2 separate regions of the Mus musculus genome follow, and region 2 is linked to region 1. A link is a contact called in public HiChIP or PLAC-seq data. All regions are on one chromosome and are shown on one strand. The core of a region is the stretch at or near the end of the contact, and the rest is flanking DNA. Distances in the headings are between cores, read along the strand shown. Region 1 overlaps Sipa1l3 (signal-induced proliferation-associated 1 like 3). Region 2 overlaps Sipa1l3 (signal-induced proliferation-associated 1 like 3).

The links. HiChIP or PLAC-seq counts read pairs in DNA pulled down with a chosen protein or histone mark.
Region 2: a contact with region 1 is called in an H3K27ac HiChIP or PLAC-seq map of extraembryonic endoderm stem cells. The contact joins two enhancer-like sites. A contact is called at or near these places in 2 of 484 Hi-C or Micro-C datasets (embryonic stem cells and urothelial organoids), 5 of 115 datasets of contacts at active chromatin or transcription factors (embryonic stem cells and extraembryonic endoderm stem cells) and 3 of 9 other capture datasets (adipose tissue, liver and pancreatic islet).

What each region holds. Positions count from the first base shown.
Region 1 is chr7:29,360,987-29,366,928 of GRCm38.p6, forward strand. Sipa1l3 (signal-induced proliferation-associated 1 like 3) reads right to left here. Exons shown (of 23, transcript NM_001081028.1): 12 at 5,565-5,816; 13 at 3,185-3,322. Among named protein-coding and RNA genes, the nearest start is that of Dpf1, 56 kb to the left of the region's middle. Within about 2 kb of position 2,280, at least 10 of the 459 cell types and tissues checked have an H3K27ac peak or open chromatin away from gene starts, as enhancers often do. A contact at or near this core is called in extraembryonic endoderm stem cells, where this site is marked.
Region 2 is chr7:29,468,670-29,474,611 of GRCm38.p6, forward strand. All of the region lies in intron 2 of Sipa1l3 (signal-induced proliferation-associated 1 like 3), which reads right to left. Among named protein-coding and RNA genes, the nearest start is that of Sipa1l3, 34 kb to the right of the region's middle. Within about 2 kb of position 2,827, at least 39 of the 459 cell types and tissues checked have an H3K27ac peak or open chromatin away from gene starts, as enhancers often do. A contact at or near this core is called in extraembryonic endoderm stem cells, where this site is marked.

The DNA of each region.
Region 1 (5,942 bases), core at 1,030-3,529:
GGGGGGGTGGCTGAGGCAGGAGGAGCTCAATATAAAGCTATGCCTGGGATACAGATGGGCAACTTAATGAAACATTGTATCAAAATAAAAAGTTAAAAAAAAAGACCAGAGATGCAGCAGAGTGGAGCCCCTGTCTAGAATCCCCTAGTAAGGGCCTGGGGACGTGGCTCAGTGGTAGAGCCCCTGCCTAGAATTCCCTAGTAAGGGCCTGGGGACGTGGCTCAGTGGTAGAGCCCCTGTCTAGAATCCCCCAGTGAGGGCCTGGGGGCGTGGTTCAGTGGTAGAGCCCCTGCCTAGAATCCCCCAGTGAGGGCCTGGGGGCGTGGCTCAGTGGTAGAGCCCCTGCCTAGAGTCCCTCAGTGAGGACCTGGGGGCGTGGCTCAGTTTCCACTATGAAGGGGAGATGGGTAAGAAAATCAAGGACTTAAAATGCCTAACAGGAAAATGTTTGATTTATATTAGGAGAAAGAATGATAGTTTAGACATCAAAAAAATGTTTTGTTTTGAGAAAGACCCTATGAAGAAGATGAAAAGAAAAACCGAAGGCCGCTCATACAAAGAGTTCTCGAACACTGCAGAGCACTGAGTGAAGCAGAAAATGGGCAGAAGACAGACACATCACTGGAGAGGATACGTAGCTGGCAGATCAGCACACAAGATGCTCAGCAGCGTTGGCCGTCAGAGCAATGCAAATTACGGCGGCAATGAGACAGCACTATGCACCCATCAGAACAGTGAACATGAAAAAAGGAAAAAAAAAAAAAAACCAACCCAGTGGCAATGCCACATGGCAGTGAGACCGCGGAGAGACTGCAGTACGCATATGCCTCGGGTGGGAATGGGAAACGGACTTACCACATGGCAGGCCACTGTGCTGGGCACTGATCCCAGGCAAGTGGAAACTTATTTCTATGCGGAAATGTGTATGCTTGAACATACATGTTACATGTTCACAGCCGGAATATTTATAATGGCCCAAACCTAGAAACTCCCCAAGATTTTTTATTTGGGTAGATGGTTAACCGACTTTATCAACCAGCTGCACCTTCTCTTAAAAAACAAAAACAAAAAACAACAACCCAAGTCAAAACAATAACAAAACCCTTAAACTTCATTTTATGAATGAGTGTTTGCCTGCATGTATATATTTATACCACACATGTGCCTGGTGCCCGTGGAGGTCAGAGGAGGCATCAGGTTCCCTGGAACTGGAGTTACAGACATTTGTGAGCTGCTATGTGGGTGTCAGGAACGGAGCCTGGGTCCTTTGCAAGAGCAGCCAGTGCCTTCCTTAACCGTTCCCTTACTTTTTATTTTTGAGACATGGTCTCACTAAGTTGTCCAGGCTGGCCTTGGACTTACTCTGTATCCCAAGTTAGCTGTGACTTTTTGACCCTCTTGCTTTTGCCTCTTAGGGTTTTGTCTCGTCTCGTCTCGTCTCGTCTCGTCTCCTCTCCTCTCCTCTTCTCTTGTTTTTGCTGCCATTTGCAGTCTCAGTCCTTACAGAGGCCAAGGTGTTGTCCCAGCAAGCTACACATTCTAGAATCTTCTTTGCCTCTCTCACATCCTGCCATTTAGCTCATTCATGCTCCTTCGTCTCTGTTACAAACTTTCATCAATGCCTCCTGGTTCAAATGCCCTCTTCCGGGCATGGTCCTCCTGAGTGGGACCGTGCTCCCCTCCTCGCTGATGTGCTCCTCAGCCATGTGGCTTGTGGGATCTCTCTTCAGCACAAGCAAGGAGGAGCAACAGGAGCCCTGGCCACTGAGTAGGCCAGACATTCCTCTCAGAACTTTACACACCAGAAGCCCCTGGGATGTGTGCTAATGAGGGCTGCACAGCAGCCTCTAGAAGTTTTCAGAGGCTTCCTCTCCCCCTTGACTTTACAGAGGCTTAGCATCCAACATGGCGCAGAGTGGGGCTCTAAGGGCACTGCCTACCAGCAAGGACAGAAACCCAGGGTTAGGTCCAGGAGTGTGTACTTGGATCAGTCCTCCTTGTATAAGAACCTCAGGTTGGTTGGATTAGTCCCTGGGCTAGAAGCAAGTGGTTTGCCTTTTGTCAGCCCCAGTGCCCTGTGATGGAGACGTGGAACAGACCCACAAGCTGCCAATCTTGGAGCAAACTCATGCTCTCCTCACTTGTGCATATGGATATGTGCTATGCCTAAGTAGCTGGCTTCTCTCTATCATAGGTGGCATATCCCTGCAACTGACCTTTGTCTGTCTGTGTCCTCTATCTCCTCTTCCCCACCCTTTTTTTTTTAAATCTCTCTTAACTGGGCTAAGAGAATGGAGATTGTTTGTGGCCACAGTCACGTCAGGGACCACAGAGGGAGCTGAGGGGCAGAGCTTGGGTCAGGCTTCCAGGAGGAGCACAGCTCAGGTTAGGAGGCTGGCCTCTCCTTAGGGATTTCCAGTGAGGAAAAGGCTGGGGCATGCGAACAGACTACATAGAAACCTGAAAGGAGGTGGCTGGTGGGCTAGTATGTGGCATTTCCGGGCCCTTGGTCAGGGACAGCGAGAGGCAGATCTGAGGGCCAGCCGTGCCAGAGGAGACACGGGGTCACTGAGTCTGGGAGGCTGAGCGGACTGAGCACAGGGGTGAGAAGGATTCAAGATGAGAACAGGGACAGGGTGGGACTGCCACTGACACAGGGACTCAGGAGGACCTGGGATCACATTCATGGGGCCTTGAATGGCTACTGTCCAGTCTGGGTCTGCTCCAAAGGTGCCGGAGAGCCATGGAGATTTAGGGAAGATGGCTGATGCTGTCAGGTTGGAGTTGGCTCTAAGGGGGAGGGATGGAACTGGAAAGACCATGTGACCTGGATAATACTGATGGCCTGGTTTTAGTGTGTGGGAACTAGAGACAGATGAAGAGGAGGCTGGGGAGAGGATGGTTTTGCTCAAAAAGCAAACAAACAAACAAACAAACAAACAAAGAGCCAACGACAACTTCTGTCGGAGCAGCTTAGCTCTGATTTTTGTTCTTCTGTTTCTTTGTTCTAAATTTTAAGGAGACATTGCCAATACCCTGGTGGTCGTTTTCTGACCTTGGAGGGGGGAGGTCCATAAACCCCATGACATGGTGGATGAGATAGTGAGGTGCCTTTCCTAAGAAAAAAAACCTGCAGCAGCAATCACCAGATGACATCATTTCAAAAGCAAAGGGAAACTCTGACCTTTCAGGAGAAGGCTTGTATCTTGCGTAGGTGGCAGAGCCTGGGGTGGAGAAGCTCCCAGAAGGCTGTCGGTAGGGAGGGACTCTGTCGGCCCCTGCTGGTGATGCTGCAAAAGGTGTTTCTGGGAAACTGACAGGCCTGGAAAGACACAGGAGAGGGGACAGAGGCAGGGTAAGGAGGCATCCCTGAGGAGGAGGAGGAGGAGGTATACAACACACCTGCCCTTCAAGTCCAGCCAGGTTCTGGCGCCTACCCCCCCTTGGATCTACATGCAAGGAAGAGGGAAGACAGGAGAGTCCTGTCCCCTCCCTCTGTGCTCCTCACCCAGCTTTGCAGCTGGGACAGGGGCCCCTGGGGACAATTCTCTGTCCTTTCCAGGGAACAAAACTGTTCTTCTGCCCCTTCATCTAAGGAAAATTTAAATATATATATATTTTAATTAAAACCTTTTTAGATACATTTACTTTTATTTGTGTATGACCATTTTGCCTGCATGTATATATGTGTACCACATGGGTGCCCGATGCCTGCAGAGGGCATCAGGTCCCTTGGAACTGGAGTTGTAATGGGTGTGAGCCACCGTGTGGGTACTGGGAACTGAGCCCCGATTCTTGGCAAGAACAAGTGCTTTTTTTAAGCACAGAGTCATCTTTCCAGCTCCCTTACTTATTTCTGAGACTGAGTCTCACTATGTAGCTCTAGCTGGCTAGGAACCCACTACCTCGACAAGGCTGGCATTGAACTCACTGAGATCCGTAGCTTGGCTTTGTTACTCTGTGGGTTTCTCTTTCTTTCATGCTTTTCCATCCCTTTCTCCCACCCTTTCAACTCCTTAACACTAGATAAGAAAGAAAAAAGGATACAGAAGAAAGGAAAGAGGCCCCTTAGTAAAGCTGGGGGCAGAGAGGGGATGGCCCTTAGACTACTTCCTGCTGACTACAGCCAAGTTTGAACTTCACCATCAGGATATCTGATTTCTCCTTTTTGTTGTTTCTTCTTTGCACACAACTACTTAACAAACTGCAACCACCAACCACCTGGGGCCTATATACTTGGAGTTCCCAGAATTCCAAATATCACACAACTGCAGAAACTATCTGCTGCAGGCAAAAATCACACCCCTGCTAGAGCACGAGGCAAATCATAGTCAGTTACTGTCTGCAGCAGCCCCATATCCCACACCTGGGAATAAAATGAAAACATAGTTTTATAATAGTGTTTTTTAAAAAGAGACCAAAATTCCAAAATTCTTACAACAGAGATCCAGCTGTCTCTGCCTCCCAAGTGTTGGGATTAAAGGTGTGCACCGCCTTGCCTGACTGTATGTATGTATGTATGTATGTATGTATGTATGTATGTATGTGTGTGTATATATATATATATATATATATATATATATTTTTTTTTTTTTTTGGTAGAATGGGGGCAAGGCTGAGGGCCACATACCCAGCATGCTTCATCTCTTAATATATAATGTATCCAAGTGAGTATCTCAGCTGGGCCTGGTGGTCCAGGGCTGTAATGCAGGCCTCTGAGAGGTCTGGAGCAGGAGGTTTTTCAGTTTAAGGACAGACTGAATAACATAGGGAGGTCCTGTTCTAAAGAAAGGAGAGTGAGCTGAGGATGTACTCAATGGGAGAGCATTTGCCCAGCCAGCCAAAGGACAGAGGTTCAACCCTCAGTATCCATAGACACAAAACAGTATACACTAAATACCAGTATCCAAGTCCCTGAGTTGACTGCCAGCCCGAGAAGCTAGTCCTGCAGGTTCTATTGTTGGCCCTGGAAAAAACCCTTTTTCCAACCTCATATAGAGAACTTTCTGTCCCTGTCCTGGGACCCTTGGGCCAGCCCAGGAGTGGGGAGAGAAGGGAGGAATGAAGGGGAGAGCAGATGGAGACGGAGGGGTAAGAAAGGAAAATGGCCAGGCATGGCACACACCTTTAATCCCAGCACTCCGGAGGCAGAGTCAGGTCGATCTCTGAGTTCGAGGCCTGCCTGGTCTGCAGAGTGAGTTCCAGGACAGCCAGGGCTACACAGACAAGCTTTGTCTCAAAAATCCAAAAACGAGGGCTGGAGAGATGGCTCAGTGGTACTCTTTTAGAGTTCTTGGGTTCAATTCCCAGCACCCACATGGTGGCTCACAACCATCTGCAATAGGATCTGATGCCCTCTTCTGGTGTGTCTGAAGTCAGCAACAGTGTACTCACATATATAAAATAAATCTTAAAAAAAAATCCAAAAAAAGAAAAAAAAAAAAAGGAAAATGACTGAGGGAAGAAAAAGGGCAAGAGCAAGGGTTGGAGAGAGAGAGATAGAGAGAGAGAGAGAGAGAAGGGTGAGGGACACTGGACAGCAGTGGTGCCCTGGGCGTCCTTACCTCTTGCTGTGCAGTGGCTGAGACTCTCGGAAGGGCACCACGGGTGTCTGCTTCGGGAGTCGGCTCAGGGACTGGGCATGGCCGGGAGTGGCAGGGGTGGTCCATTTGGTGGCCGGCAGAGAGTTGTGGGAGGCGGGCCCACTCCACTGCCAGGGAGCATTGCTGCGGTAGGGGGGTCGGCCCCCAGGGGTGGTGGTTTCCGACTCCGTCTTGGGTTCCGAAGCATTCATATCATAGGTCTCTGGCCACCCCCTGGAAAAGCAAGTTTGTTACTTATAAGGTCTGGGCCCACCAGCACCCAGGCCTTCTTTCTGCTTGGGAGGGTCCGGCTGTCTGGGTAACAGTGGGCAATTCCAAACCATGGTGATTCATTTTAAA
Region 2 (5,942 bases), core at 1,577-4,076, 110 kb after region 1:
CAGGGTGTAAGCTTTTAATAACTACCCTTCATTGCATCTCAATCCCTATTTGGCATCTGCTAAAAGATATCATAAGCAAGTGCTATTTAGCTGTTAACTGCGCCTCATGAGTCACTTCTGCACGCCTGCTCTTTGCTGTGGTTTTCAAACCTACTGAATTGAGCTAAGGGAACAGATCTCAGAGCCCTCCTCGCCAAGTATACAGCATTGACAAATGCAAAGGCAATTTCTATTCAGCCTGGTTGGAACTGTCATAAAGAGAGCAGGCTAGTCCGTTGTGGTATGCATTACAGACAAGTCTTGATGCCAGGAAGGAATTACCGAAGGGCTATGTAAGTCCACAAGGTCATCTTCAGAATAGCCAGCCAGAAGATGCTCAGAGTGATGATGTCCTTGCCTACCTGACACCTATTCCCCTCTTCTGGAAAACTTTGGTCATGGTGGCAGTGCACAGACTTCCCAGCCCGAGGCTCCGCACCTTCTGTACCTCCCTACTCTGCAGCCTCATTTATAGCAACATTACCCAGGAGTGCCACAAGCTGCAACACACAGGCTTCGGGAGCCAGAGTCTCTGAAGGAGGATACTATGGATAAAGGGCACCCAAAAACACATCGCCTGTGCAGCTGCTAAGAGAAAGTATGCAACATAGCTGCTAACTTGCTGCGTGACCTTGGGCAAGTGACTTAGCAACCCTGAGCACCTACTCATGATCTCATGATGGGCTTAGCACCCTTTCCCTTCCTGGTAGCTATCTCTAGCACCCTGGATAGCTCCCCCCCCCCCAGGTGCCTCTCCCCTCCCCTCGGGATTAAGGGGACCAATCATCTCCACAGAAAGGAGTCTAACCAAGAGACAAGGGTTAAGTAGAAGACCTCTGAGGGCCAGTGGGATTGTCCATAGGATAATCAGACAGAAAGTAAACAGACTTGCCCCCAAGAAAAGAAACCAGTCCTGCAGCTTCCCCTGCACTGCTCTGGGCCCAGTTCCCAGGACCAGTCTTTGATCTAGAAGATTTAATTGTTTCCCTGATTAGACAGACACATAGCTCAAGAGGCTCTAGAACAAGTGTGTCCCTCACAGGCTTCCTTCCAGCTCTCCAGATTGGAGGCCAGGTGCTTCAGCAGAGGCTGCTGCTGCTGGCTATGCACTGGTAAGCAGATTCGTGTGCTTGCTAATGATCTGCCAGACACACCTCAGACTGTGTTATCTATAGTCTACAAGGACAGAGAGCTGGGAAAACTCTTCATTCGAGGCCTTCCTTGGAGTTAAGGGTGGTCATGTGACTTATCTAGCCAGTGAGTCATAGTCAAGTCTGGCAGGTTTGACCAGAGTCCTCCGCTCCAGTTACCTTGACAGAAAAGCACCTGCAGGACTGTGTCCTTCGGGAAAGGTGAAGTGTTACTGCTAATGATGGGCACCACTTCTGAAACTGCCACTGCTGCCATCAGGTCCCCTGAGCCTTCAGTTCTGCAGAGCTCCAGACAGAAGGCAGAGCGTGTGAAATCATAGTAATTATAATAACAGCTGGCATCCGCTAATGTCACAACATGTGGTGTGCCCATTTTCAGAGCATCCCAAGTGTTAGCTCACTTTATCCTGAGCTCAGGAGCAAGAGGCAGGGTCTATGTCCACCTTCATTTACACGTGGCCAGAGCCAAGAACCAGCCTGCCCAGCGCAGGACACATCGGAGGGGTATTAGAACCCACACAGTCAGGCTCCCGAATCGAAAATTGTTTATTTGGGTTTCTTGGAGTTTTGTTTGAGACTCCGTCTCAGTGTGAGGTTCAGGCTGACCTTAGATTCAGCTTCTCCCATGACAGGGTAAAAAGTGTGCCGCCCTACCACCTCCCTCATCAAAGCTGCTGATCATGAGCTTTGATTAAACAAACAAACAAACAAACAAACAAACGTAGGCCAACCTAGGTCTGTGAAAGCCTAATCCACTGCTATCACAACCTGGGTCCTGACTGTGGCCAACCGAGCACAGAAAACCCCGTGGCTGCCACTGAGACAGTGCCCACAGAAAGAGAGAGGTGATGGGACTTAGCCTATTTTGGGTGATGAGAGAGGACCAGGGTCACAAGAGCATAAGACTGAAATCCTCCAGACACCAGATCGCATCCAGTGGCAACAGCTTGCTGGAGAAATGCTTACAGGTTCTCCAGGACAGTCCTGGCCCTCCCTTGCTCACCTACAATGAAGGCCATGTGTACTTGGACACAGAGAAAAGCAGGACACAGAAGGAAACAGAGCAGAACGCCATACATACCTAGGTGCTCTCAGAAACAAGGCCATGCCCCTTCTCTGACCATAAGCCTTGCTGCCTGCACATGCTGCTCATGCAAGAGTGTTCTTCCTCCAGCAAATAAAAGCCTACCCATCCTTCAGTACCAGCTGGAAGCCACAGGGAGATCTAAGATGGATGCACTTTTGAGTGTAAAGACCAAGCGCCAATGGGATGTTGAATTGGCTGGCTTTTGTAATAGAAAGGAGGACATACCAAAACAGATCTGCCTATCTGCTCCTATTTACACAGCAAAAGGGGTGGAGAGGCCAGGCAGGCAGGGAAAGGGGGAGCAGAGCAGAGCCCTCTTGCTGGGGCGTCTGTACACACTCATTCATAGAACTGATTTTGATCAGCCTAATCTATCTTTTCTCTGGAGTATCACAAAAATAAAAACAAGGCAGGGGTGGCCGGGAGCAGGTCAGAGAAGGCTGTGAGTGCAGATCTGAATAAACAGAGACAATGTCAGCCTCCCCCACTAGCCCATGGATTCCTGTGGGCAGGCTGGAACCTGTGCTGGCTGCCGGCCAGCGGCCTGCCCAGCAGCTGGTGCCCCAGCAGTGCTCAGAGTGTGGAAGCGAAGATACCAACAGATCCACCTGCGGCCACACCCCTGGGTTGCCCACAGCTTGCAGCTGGGCTCCACCTGAGGGCAGAAGGCAGGGAGGAGAAAGGCGCGCAGCAGACTAGAGAAATGCTGAGAGCTAGTCTTCTCTGAGGGGCACAGGCTGAAGGAAAGTAGGGAGGGCCAGAGAGAAAATACTGAAAGCTTGGGGGACATACTGACTCTTGCAATGACTCTTAAAGTAGCCAGACACTACATAACCAGATAACATGGCTGGGTCCTATAAACTTTATGACATTGAAACCATAATCTGACGTGTCATGAGACCTGATTTTTCTTTCTACTAATAAAAACAAAACAAAACAAAACCCACATAGAGCCTATTCTTAGTTACCAGGTCATAGGATAACAGGCAGTGGGCCAAATCCAGCCCATGGCTCTACTCTATAGTCTGTGGTATACCTACCATGTTTATATATGTGCTCGCATCCACAAGGAGCAGCTCACAGGCTGGACCTAGGGGTGTGAGCCCATTCATTACCTGAGCTAATCAGAAGGCTGGGGCAGGAGGATCTCAGGCCCAAAGCCTACAGGGCAACTCAGCTCCTGTATCAAAATGAAAGCAAAAAGGTGCTGTGCAAAGTCTATTATATATGGAAAAGAGACCAACTCTGCATTTTAAAATTCTGAACCATTTAAAATAGTGGTTTTAATTTCTTTTTGTTGTTGTTGCTAGGCACTGAAGCCAGGGCCTCACAGATCCTAAGTACCTTCTCTTCCACTAAGCATAACCCAGGGCAAAATAAAACTGTTATAAAGAAAATACTAAAGAGAAGAAGAGCCCAGGCTTTGGTACAGGAGACCAGAGACATGTTCCTAGTGCGACTCTGCACTTACTGCGCACTGAGCAAGCTTCACAACTCCCCAAGGCTCTGTGCATTAGGCCTCCTAGGGCTGCTGGGAAACTCTCTGGGTTCATGGTTCTGTACAGTAGCAGGTATCAGGAAGCGGGGTTACAATGTTCTTTGTTACCAAGGAAACTCTACTAAGTGTTACCAAGGCTATGAGCCCCCACCCTCACCAGCTGCTTGTGACTGAGGAAGCCGTTGCATCAGCATCTGCATTGCCCAGAGGTGCACCTCATAGTCGCATCTCTACATCCCAGTCAACAGAGTGTAGTTCTCCAACATGGGGTCCCTTAACTGTCACAATGGACGGACTATAGGACCCTGCATCTGAGAGATTATGCAGTCCTATTTATTAAATGCCCATGGGGCACCAGGATATGACCTCACTTTAAACTGGGTTTCTTGCCACCACCATCTGGCATAAAACTGTTTCTTTTTAGGTGCCTGCTCTTGCTGTATATTCCCACTAGTATTCCCATTCCCTGAGTGTTTGTCCCTTTACTGATGACCTCCTCAGGACCAAGAACTCCTCTTAGCTCCTGGCCTCTTCTAGCCCCTCACTTCCCAGCTGTTTCTCCACAACTGGGGCGCAGTGAAGGGGAGGTCTAGTAAACTGTTGTCCCTCCTAAGTACAAGCCATAGCCAGGGTGAAAAACTACCACATGTTGAGTCAAAGTACTGAACATGTAGGACACTTGTCCCAGCTCCTGTTCACAACTGTCCATTTTGTTTAGAGAAACTGCTGTTCCCCCTCTCCCCATAGCTCAGAGGTGAAGTGGTGTCTCAGTCAGTATTAACTGTCAGCTTGACACAGGCTAGAGTTACCTGGAAAAAAGGCTCAGTCAGGTAACTGTTGGTTTGTGGGTATGCCAATGGGAGCCTGCCTTGATTATTAATGCAGATGGGCCCAGGCCAATATGGGTTGCACCAGCCCTAGGCAGATGGGCCTGGGTCATAAACGTCAGCTGAGCATACGTCTGAGTCAGCCAGAGTGAGCCAAGACCAGTGTTCCTCTACGGTTTCTGCTTCAAGCTCTTGTCTCGAGTTCCTGCCCTGACTTACCTCAATAACGAACTGTGATCAAGAAGTATACACCATAGAAGCCTTCCCCTTCCCCAAGTCGATATTGGTCACAAGTGTTTTATCACAGCAACAAGAAGTCGAGAACAGGTTGGGGACTGCCAATCACAGGGTTCACAGACACATTTATTTAAACTGGACCAATCATTTCTTGCTCAAGAATTATAATTTTGGGCTGGAGAGATGAGAGTAAGGCTGCTCTTCCAAAGGTCCTGAGTTCAAAGCCCAGCAACCACATGGTGGCTCGCAACCACTCATAATGAGATCTGACACCTTCTTCTGGTGTGTCTGAAGACAGCTACAGTGTACTTATGGCCAGAGCAAGCAGGGACTGAGTGAGCGGGGCCAACCGGAGTGACCGGAGTTGATCAGAGCGGGCAGAGGTCCCAAAAATTCAATCCCCAACAACCCCATGAAGGCTCACAACCATCTATACAGCTATAGTGTATTCATAAAATAAAATTAAAATAAATCTTTTAAAAAAAGAATTACAATTTCAAGTTGTCAAAATACCCCACAAACAAACAAACAAAACAATGGTAATCACATAAGCAGCAAAATTAAAAATAATGGCAGCTAATACATCTTTAGCCTCATGTTCTGTACTTGGTACTGTTCTAAACTCAACTAAAAAGCCAACTTAGGGCATCCTCATGGCACCCTCCTGTTTTCAGCACCACCTCACTGCTCTCAAACCAAGTGCAAAAAAGGGCAGAAAGGGTAGGGGAGGCTGGTGTCCGCAGCCATGAGGCCAGCTGCAGAGTTCCCGCCACTCCCTGGCATAGGAGGGCCTGAACAAGCACTGGACACACTCATCCAGCTCTGCTTCGCCCTCCCTATTGTGGCCCAAGGTTGGTTTCTGTCACTTGCAACCTACAAACCTTGCTTGACAGATGACCATGGTCATGTACTTGGCCTCACACTGTGTAGACCAGCTGACTGACACTGTGGAACTGAAGTTTCTACAGACATTTCGAGAGTCTATGGTCATCTTACTACACTAGGGAAAGAAATCTCGCAGGACAAGGACAGAGCAGGAGGGAGAGCCAGGGTAAAGTCTGAGGATAGCCCTCCCTGTCAGGCTCCTGCTGGCACTTAGGGTG